Regions from separate parts of the Zea mays genome. Here all the other regions are linked to region 1. The links are chromatin contacts, called in public Hi-C maps. All regions are on one chromosome and are shown on one strand. Each heading gives the region's core, a stretch centred on a gene start, on an enhancer-like site or on the middle of the called end of the contact. The rest is flanking DNA. Distances are from core to core; before and after follow the strand shown. Region 1 holds the start of LOC103650550 (serine/threonine-protein kinase EDR1). Region 2 holds the start of LOC100282948 (ATP-citrate synthase). Region 3 holds the start of LOC100276290 (Membrane magnesium transporter).

Region 1 (3,003 bases), core at 320-2,819:
AGTGAAGTGCATATTATGTCAATACTTACATAAGAAATGCAACTCAAAACGAATTTTGATCTTGCATGGAGCTCCTGATGCATTTTGTGACTCAATGTTGGCCCCCAAGCAACCAACAACTACAGAGGAAGTGCCTTATCATGTTATTTTAGTTATATCAATATGTGCAATAATGTAGAAGTAGAACTTTAGGGTACAAGCTCGTCACCAGAACCAGCTAAAGTCTAGGCATCCCATCTAGCATTTCCTTACTTTTACTTCGCATCGATAAGATAATATGTAACAGCACATCCTTACAGAGCTAGGGTTATATAGAGTGCCAACAATGTAACCGATTGTCATTTGCACTATCCCACTGCAACCTCTATCGCATGTTTACTGATAGATAAAAATGGCACACAAGAATTGCTTAAGATTCTAGGATTGCTATCGCAAGAGGTTCAAATAAATTTCATTTTGGTCACAACTCGTATATGTGGCCACTTACTCCATTTCAGGCACTACAATCAACATATCTAACCAGCATGACTACTGCATTTCCTCGAATGTTTGTCAATCTCCCAAGTTGCAGTCAAGCAAGTAAAAAAAGGTGAAGCGCCAGAAATCTAACCAGTATATGATCCTCCCATCGAGGTCAAGAATGTGGACGGAATGCCCCAGTGACTGCAGCACCCTGGAGTACTGCCTCTCAGGCAGCCTAGCGCTGGTGCTACCATTTCCAGCGCCCGTGGCCCGGCCCTCCCGATGCAGCGGCGATGAGTGCGGGAAAGACGCCGACCCACGGGCCCACGCACGCTGCCCGCCCTCAAATCCCCCGGACAGCAGCCTACCTGGTGGCCCCGCCTTCGCCTTGGTCGGCGGTGGCACCGGCGCGCCGCGCCGCGGCGAGACGGATTGCGAGCGCCGCCGCTCCACGGCGCCGGGTATCAGCTTGGACATCTCCTGCTTGAGCTGCGCCTGCCCAACCTCCAGCTCCCGGATCTTCTTCAGGAGTTCCTCCCCGCTGGAGTCCATCCCCGCCGCGGCAGTGGGTGGCTTCCTCGAAACCACCGAGGCCACCTCGTCCTCAAACCACCGGCTTCACCGACTTCCACGAGCGCCCTACAGCTGATGGCGCCGCCGCCGCGTCCCCTTTCGCCTCCTCAGGGGCGGCTCCGACGAGCTCGAAAGGCCGCTCCTTTATCCGCTCCCAAGGCAGATTCGACGCAAACGGAGCAAAAGCTCCGAGCTTCCGGTTCTCTGAGATCTCCAGCAGCGATTTCCCGTACAGAAACCGGTTGAATCGATGAAAAATACGATCTTTTCTGGGGAGCGGTTCTTGACCTGTGCGTGGAAGGGGAGCAAATTGCTGTGGAATCTGTCTCTCTCACAAGTCACACACACGCATGACGCATCCGGATGGAGATTGAATGAATAAAATAAACACAAGTAATAATAATTGGTAGAATAAATGATAGAGAGAGAAAAAAGTTATGTCATATAGAATATGGAGGGAAGTGAGACTGTCTCCACGTATTGTAATACTGTTTGTTCAGTTAAGTTTAAAACGAAAAAATTAAATAGTAGATGAAATATGAGATCCGGTGAAAATAGCATGAGGTGTTCTTTATAATGTTCCCTAGTGATTGGTGAACTTGGTGATAAAAAAATTGCTGAGGCTGTTTGCCAGGTTGCTATAGTGGCATTTTACATCTAGTCTTAGTTTTTGTTTGATATTTGGAGCCTTGCCAACATATTTTGTACCCATTTTTCGATTTCTTTTCTATATTTTCTTGGGTGTTGTGTTGATCCACACAGGCGTTGTCCCTGTTCCTATCTACCTACCTTATTGCCAGTGCCAACAGGCGCTATCTCTGTTCCTAGTCACCTCCCTTGCTATGTATCGTAACGAGGGAAAATATTAGCAACTAGTGAATTGGTATTGGTTGGTGTATTACTACACATCAAAGACGTTTTATGCCACTCTGGAATAAAAGAATATTTCCCGAATTTTGTGTGTTTTTCTATGTTTTTAAACTAATTTCTGTGAAGAAAATTATGTGTTCCAAAGGAGCTCTTATTATCACCTACTGTTGCTACAATTTTAGGATGGATTTATGGTTAGTTCTTGGCTTTTAACCGTCTAGATCTATATGACTATGTGTTGCAAGTTTGGAGTTCCTTTTTGGTGGGCATTTATATGGTTTGCTTTTCTTGTTGTAGGTCCTTTGTGGGTGCCAATTGATTAGCACTCAACTGTCTGGAAGTGTATGCTTGCATGCCATAAATTTTGGTCAACTTTTTCTTCCCTTGTGTTTGTTGCTAGTGTGACCTTTTTCATGTGGTGTATATACTTCTCAACAGAACATCTAGCCATGCCCATATCTAACTCTACCTACCAATAATCAAGCAAGATGTAAAAGACAAAGGAGATGTGGTAAAGCTCTGACTAATCTCTTTTTCACGCCCTGGCTTGATTTTAATGCTTAATCGGATACTAGACTGCAGTACACCACAAAAGTATGGAGAGAAAAAGAACACGAAGAAAGAAAGAAAGAAAGAAAGAAAAGAGAAGGATAGAAAAAAAAAACACTACAGTAGTTAGTACTTAGTAACCCCTGTGCCTTTCTCCAAACAAAGCTTTCTGCCATGTTCGTGTTTACGCCTTAAATTGGACCAAAGTTTGCAGGTCCTGATTATAGTTTCAATCGATGGATTTTTCTCAGAAACACCAACTGGTTGTACAACTTTATTTTTTATCGGTGTTAAGCATGAGAAATAATGTTGTGGCCTTGCACACCGAAATAACCTGGAATTCCATAGATAATCATGAGCGGGTTTTTACTCACGAGTCATATATAGAGATAGACTAGTACTGATATTTTCTGTTGACGATTTTTAGACGGAAAAGAACTCCCAAAGTAGCCAATCCGTGGACCAATCCCTTTCAGCTGTCAAGTTTGGCATGTGGCTTCCCAATACTGCACTCCTCGCTCAGCAACAGTATATTCCCTCCAAAAACAT
Region 2 (3,003 bases), core at 140-2,639, 280 kb before region 1:
TTGATGAACTAACCGACAAAGATTGGTGGCTCTAGGAGAGACCGAGAAAGACAAGATTATGGTTGCCAAAACTTACAACAAGAAGGTCAAAACTAAATCATTCTAGGTTAGAGACCTGGTGTGGAAGACCGTCTTGCCACTAAGAAGCAAGGACCGAAAATTTGGCAAATGGTCATCAAGTTGGGAAGGCCCTTACATAATCACACAAGTAATCGTTGGTAATGCCTACATGTTACAAACTTTGCAAGGTGAGGACCTACCCAAGATGCTGAATGGTCGTTTCTTGAAGCAATATCATCCTAGTATGTGACAAAATGCTTAGATAAACTGATATTGAAATATCAAGTTGGGTCCAAACTGCACAAGTGCTTTTGGTTCGCTCAACTTTCCCAAAAGGAAGGAGGCATGTGTTGAGCACCATTTGTGGCACTGAGCATGCTCGGACGGTCCGACCAAGAGGTCAGGACTGTCAGGCCTGCGGAATGGTTCGCCCATAGGCACGGACAGTCCGCGATAGGATTAGATCAGGCAGTTGAAATCCTTTTCTCCGCGTGTGTTTATCCCTCTAAACTCGCGGGAGTTGTTGGAGAATGCCTAGGAACGGGTCCAGACCTCGCCCTTATATATTTGAAGGGGTATGACCGATTAAAACACCCATCAATCAAACCAGTCAACCCGTTTTTCAATTCCTCTACTTTCTTGCCCTAGGAGTAGCGAGGAACGTATCGTTCTTTGTATCAATCTTCACTTCTCTTCGACTCTACGTTGTCTAGAGGCGTCTTGAGTGGCCTACCGATTCCAAGAAAAACCCTAGGATCTCTCCTCTCTGACGGATCCCTCCGAGGGGCGAGGTCCAGGTGCCGTTGGCGAACGCTGCCAGCCCTACGCACATGCGGACCTTCCGGCCATTAGGCGCGGACCGTCTGGCTCGGCGCGGAGAACATCGTTCCTTCTGTCAGATCGCGGACCGTCCGTGCCACCGCATTAAGGCCGCCAAGTGGAACAGCTCAAAAATGATTGGAGCCCATATCGACACTAACAGTGAGGCTCTAGCTCCCGCCAAAGAATTCTAGCTCTCTTAATCCTCTCCAATATTCTTGCTCCAAACAATCTTTAGTTTATCTCCAGTAGATCTCTTATTTCATCTTATATCTTATCCTTTATTTTAAACATTTTACGTCCACTATTTTACATACTCTAAAGGGTTTCTACCGTAACATTAACCAAACAAAAGTAGAGGGGCACGGAGACTGTGCTAGCAATCTAGCATGTCACACCACTCGCCGCACCAACCCAACCTGATCCCATCCGCCTCCACCAAACCAAACCGCCCGAGGGGGCCACCCAACCAGTGACCGATAGAAACCAACAACCACCACGGCGCATCGCGGTCGCGGCTGCCCGCCGCTTTTCCCTTCTTCCGTTGCGGCCTCGCTATAAAAACCGTCCGTCCAGTCCGCGCCGCGGCCGCGCACGGCGAACCCGAATCCCGAGCACAGGCCGCCGCTCGCTCGCTCGCTGCAGCTACGCACGCACGCGCCTGCTCCTCCCCTTAGCTTCCACAAGGCTCGACTCGGCCGGCGGCGATGGCGCGGAAGAAGATCCGGGAGTACGACTCCAAGCGCCTCCTCCGGGAGCACCTCAAGCGCCTCGCCGGCATCGACCTCCAGATCCTCTCCGCGCAGGTCGGCCACTCACTCCCCAGTCCTCTCTTTCCCCTGCTCCTCGCTCTCCTGCGGTGCGGTGCGGTTCGTGCGCATCGGATCGCCTTGTCGTCTGTGGGTCGGGTGGGGGGGGGATCGGGCCGCTAGGCGTGTGTGTGTGGATCTCGGCGGTGCCGGCCCCGGATCCTGCCCCTGCCCCTGACTCTTCTGGGGCTGCGCGTTCACCGTAGGAACAGGATCGGGGTCCGCAGTCAGCTCGCTCTCTTAGGATTCCGGGGCCAGGCTTCGAAGCCTGGGCGTTTGCGGTAGAGGCGGTTCGTTGGGCTGATCATTTCGTTATTAGTAGGTGAACTGGAGGTTGGAATGCTCAGCACGTCTTCCTTTTGTTATGGAGGTATAAGAAATGTTTAATAATTGGGTTGCTAAAATGGGTTTCCAGGGTCTATTAATGTTGTGGTCATTGAAATCTCAACCTCCATAAAAACCAGAAATTTCTTAAGTATCAGTATCTCATAGTTTGGTTTAAGTAGTTTGGTTGAAAGGAATTTTACTCTGAATCTTTGATAAACAGGGCGTGTGTCAGAAACAACATCATCTAGGCAACGCCAAAAGTTTGTCTTCGTTTTTTAGTTGCCATTCACCGATAGGAACAAAGAGTTCACTTTATTCGTGTTCTCTTAGAAAGTACACTTGTTTAGGCCTTGTTCATTTGTGCCGGATTGCACCCGGAATCGTTCCAGCTAATCAAAGTTTATATAAATTAGAGAATCAATCCGGTTAGGAATCGTTCCGACCCACCAATCCGTAACAACCGAACGGCGCCTTAGTGTTTTGTGTTTGCTAGGTTTATTGGTTGTAGAAACACAGATCGAGTTTGGTTACTCCCTAGTGAGTTGCTTCTTTCATTATATTTATGTTTCTTTCATTCACTATAGCATCCCTGATTTTTGCCATTACAAAGATTGTCTCGTTGATTATGATTGCCACTAAGTCTATGAATTGTGGGTCCATCTGAGTCTATGCAATGTGGGTCTGGTGGCAATTTTGTGAAGCCCATTCTTTGTTGAGCTCTTCTTTGTAATGGCAAAATCCAAATTTCTCGTCTTTTTACATATTCCTCAAGATGAGATGATTGAATTCAGAATGCTTAATCACAGGTCACACAGTCAACGGATTTCACTGAGCTTGCAAACCAGGAGCCGTGGCTCTCATCTATGAAGTTGGTTGTGAAACCTGACATGCTCTTTGGGAAACGTGGGAAGAGTGGGCTTGTGGCCCTCAACCTAGATCTTGCCCAAGTTCGCCAATTTGTCAAGGAGCGGTTGGGAGTTGAGGTACT
Region 3 (3,003 bases), core at 347-2,846, 260 kb before region 1:
ACCAATCAAAACCCAAAATCAGGTCATACACATCCAACTCCAATACCCTCAGAGTAGTAGTATAGGTATGACCCCCAGACCACCACTCTAGATCAACCACCTTCTAGTCACTCCTCATCTTTTCTCCATTAGCCACCTTCACCTCCACTGCTGCACACTTTTGCACAGGCAAGCCCATTTTATCCACTAAGTTTTGACTGACAAAACTCAGAGAACTGCAAGAGTCTATCAGAACTACCAACATCTGGTTATGCACAAAACCTTGCACCCTCATACATCCATCACTTTCCATTCCACTGATAGCATTTAGAGACAGTTTATACAATTCTTCAACCTCCTTGTCTTCAGACTCTAGATGCTCCAACACAGGATCAGTCAACACCATGCCCATGTCTTCCACGGTTAAGGCATGCAACTGAGTCACCACCCTCTTAGGACACTTCCCTTGGTGACCTGGCTCAAACTTTTCACCACAAGTGAAACAAATTCCATTAGCTCTTCTAAACTCCCTGAGTTGCCTCTCCTTTGTTAGATCACCCAGAATAAATCCTCCCTTATTGTTAGTCTTCAGATTACTGCCCACAGCCTTATTAGCAGTAATACTCCTCTGCATCTTCAACATATTCTTCTCTAATATCTCCTGCTGCATATGAGCTAAAATAACTGCTCTATCCATAGATTGTGGCAGATGACACATTACACCCCTTGTAATTCCGTCTTCAGTCCCTTCACAAACTGATTAACAAAAAAATCTCATCCATCCCCGGGTTGTGAACAGCAGTGGCATACCTTGCTTCTTCAAACTCTTGAGCGTACTCTTCAACTCCATTCTTCTGATACAGGTTCAGAAGATGTCTCATGGCCTTGGGATATTCTTCCACTCCAAATTTGGCCCAAACAGCTCTGCCAAACTGCATCCAGTTTCCCAGTCCCTGCCTCATCTTGTACACTTGAAGCCACCTCGCTGCATTCCCCTCCATGTGCATGGATGCTGATATTGCCCACAAATCTTCAGGAACCTGATAAATGGTGAAGTATTCTTGGCACTTGGCTAACCATATTCCAGGTTCCTTCCCTTGAAATCTGGGAAACAAATATTTAGGCAGAGATGGATGTCCTCGCCCTCCCATCACCTGATCTTCTTCTTCTCTTACTCTCTCCTGTTGTGGTTCTCTTCTTCTTCGGTTTGGATTACCTTGATCAGCACCCTCCCTTGATGATCCATCACCATCGCCCTCCAAGTCCTTTGCCATCATCTCCAAACGCAACTGCGCCACCACCTTGCCCGTCTCCTCCATCTGCCTTGCCAATATAGTACGCTCATCTTCTGCCTTCCTTGCCACCGTAGCTGAGAGCTCGGCTTGTCCTTCCAGCCGATGCTGTCCAGCTTCCACCGTATCCAACTTCTTCACCACTCGATCCATCATCTTCATCATCTGTTCCGACTTCTCCTCTCCCTTCTGCTCCACAGTCGCCATAGCCTCCAGCACGAGACGCGTCTGGACAGACGGTTTCACCATCGGCGCCGTCTTGTCAGCTCCGGAGTCGACCGTCCTCTGATACCAAATTGTCATGACCCGTGGCCTAGGGTTCGCCAAACCCTAGACGTGAGCCACGATAGCAGGAACCGACAGCTTCCCTGGTAAGCTTCGGTGGAGAGGAAGAAGAAGTAGACAAGTTTGTGGCTAATCTTTTCTTATTCAATTCATGATCTCTGACAGTTTATTAGTACATGTATTTATAAGCCATTAGATAAGCCAGATTACAATTTAAAAAAAGCCACACAATGACCCAGATTAACTCTAATGCTTCTAGAACCACGTAGATCTACAGATCTACACTCACCTCTGCTTCGGTCGTTACACGCGTGCTCGTCAGGAGTTCAGGCGCGGCGAGCAGGGGGGCGGGGGAGAAGCAGCCGGACTCGTTAGCCCAGTCGGCAGTCGCCATGGGCATCGGCTACGTAGTGGGCGTCCTCGGCGGCGCCATCCTCGCCCACGCCGCCTACGCCACCATCCAGTGTACGCTCCATCCTTGTCCCATCCCGTCGCCGCGCTCTCACCAAATTTCGCCGTGGATCTCCGTTTCCCGAGGGCGCCTTTGATTTGCCGTCTTGACTCTGGGTTGCCGTTCCGTCGTGGGTTCTCGGTCCTTCGGAACCCGATGTGCTCTCGGATCGATCCCGCCGTTGAGCCTTTAGTGAAGTGAGGCGAGGTTTAGATCTAGTTCACGAGCTTCTGTGATCCTGGGCTCTCTTCACCGACCGGGTTCGACGGCTGCGTGGTTGGCTCAGCAGTGCACCCGTAGGATACTATGATTGATGCTCTTTTCAGCGCCAGCGAGATTCCTGGACAATTCGTCGAACTAGGTGCTGTTGTTAGGTGGTTTGGCTTGACGGTTTTGATGGGTTTTTTTACAGACCGCGCGGTGCTCAAGATCACGGAGGAGGAGTTCTCGCGGCCGCCCATGGATGTACGTATTATCAACACCGGACATCTTTTTTTTTGTTTTATTTCTAGTTTCCATATTTGCAGCTCGGACTGGTAATTTTGCAGAGGGCTGAATTATGCAGTGATATGATTTGAGAAGTTTGTCATTACCTATAGTATGTCCAAAGAATTTTGGTGTGCAACTAAAACATAACATGTGGTACTCTGATATGTATGAGTTTGAGGTGTATATATGTATATGTATATGCATATATCCTTCTGTACTGTCTTCTGTGCCAACTATCTCTACTATATAAAGCACCTGTCCCACGGGCTAAAATTGTGCACAAGTGGAAGTGGGGTTTAAACCTTGGTTTTTAGCTCCACATTCACACCCACTTAACCAACAAAATACATATATTTTTGTGTTTTTATTAAAATAAAGTCTACCTATATGATATATAGAAACCGTAGCAATACACGGGCATTTGACTAGTTTTGTTTTAGTTAGCTGTTCTGGTTTTATCAATCAGACATCTTTCTACTGTGCCAAAAGGTCCTATGTTTGATGCAG

The links. Hi-C and Micro-C count contacts between places; a contact is called where the count stands out from the background.
Region 2: a Hi-C map of leaf shows a contact between it and region 1, with 9 times the contacts expected there. The contact joins the promoter of LOC100282948 here to the promoter of LOC103650550 in region 1. A contact is called at or near these places in 2 of 25 Hi-C or Micro-C datasets (ear and leaf).
Region 3: a contact with region 1 is called in a Hi-C map of leaf, with 5 times the contacts expected there. The contact joins the promoter of LOC100276290 here to the promoter of LOC103650550 in region 1. A contact is called at or near these places in 2 of 25 Hi-C or Micro-C datasets (ear and leaf).

Annotation. Positions count from the first base shown.
Region 1 is chr3:130,305,485-130,308,487 of Zm-B73-REFERENCE-NAM-5.0, forward strand. It overlaps LOC103650550 (serine/threonine-protein kinase EDR1), which reads right to left and starts at 1,570. Exons shown (of 13, transcript XM_008676128.2): 1 at 611-1,570. The coding sequence starts at 1,014.
Region 2 is chr3:130,027,785-130,030,787 of Zm-B73-REFERENCE-NAM-5.0, forward strand. LOC100282948 (ATP-citrate synthase) reads left to right here and starts at 1,390. Exons shown (of 11, transcript NM_001155853.1): 1 at 1,390-1,685; 2 at 2,822-2,998. The coding sequence starts at 1,587.
Region 3 is chr3:130,044,212-130,047,214 of Zm-B73-REFERENCE-NAM-5.0, forward strand. It overlaps LOC100276290 (Membrane magnesium transporter), which reads left to right and starts at 1,597. Exons shown (of 5, transcript NM_001405985.1): 1 at 1,597-1,642; 2 at 1,879-2,021; 3 at 2,420-2,472. The coding sequence starts at 1,949.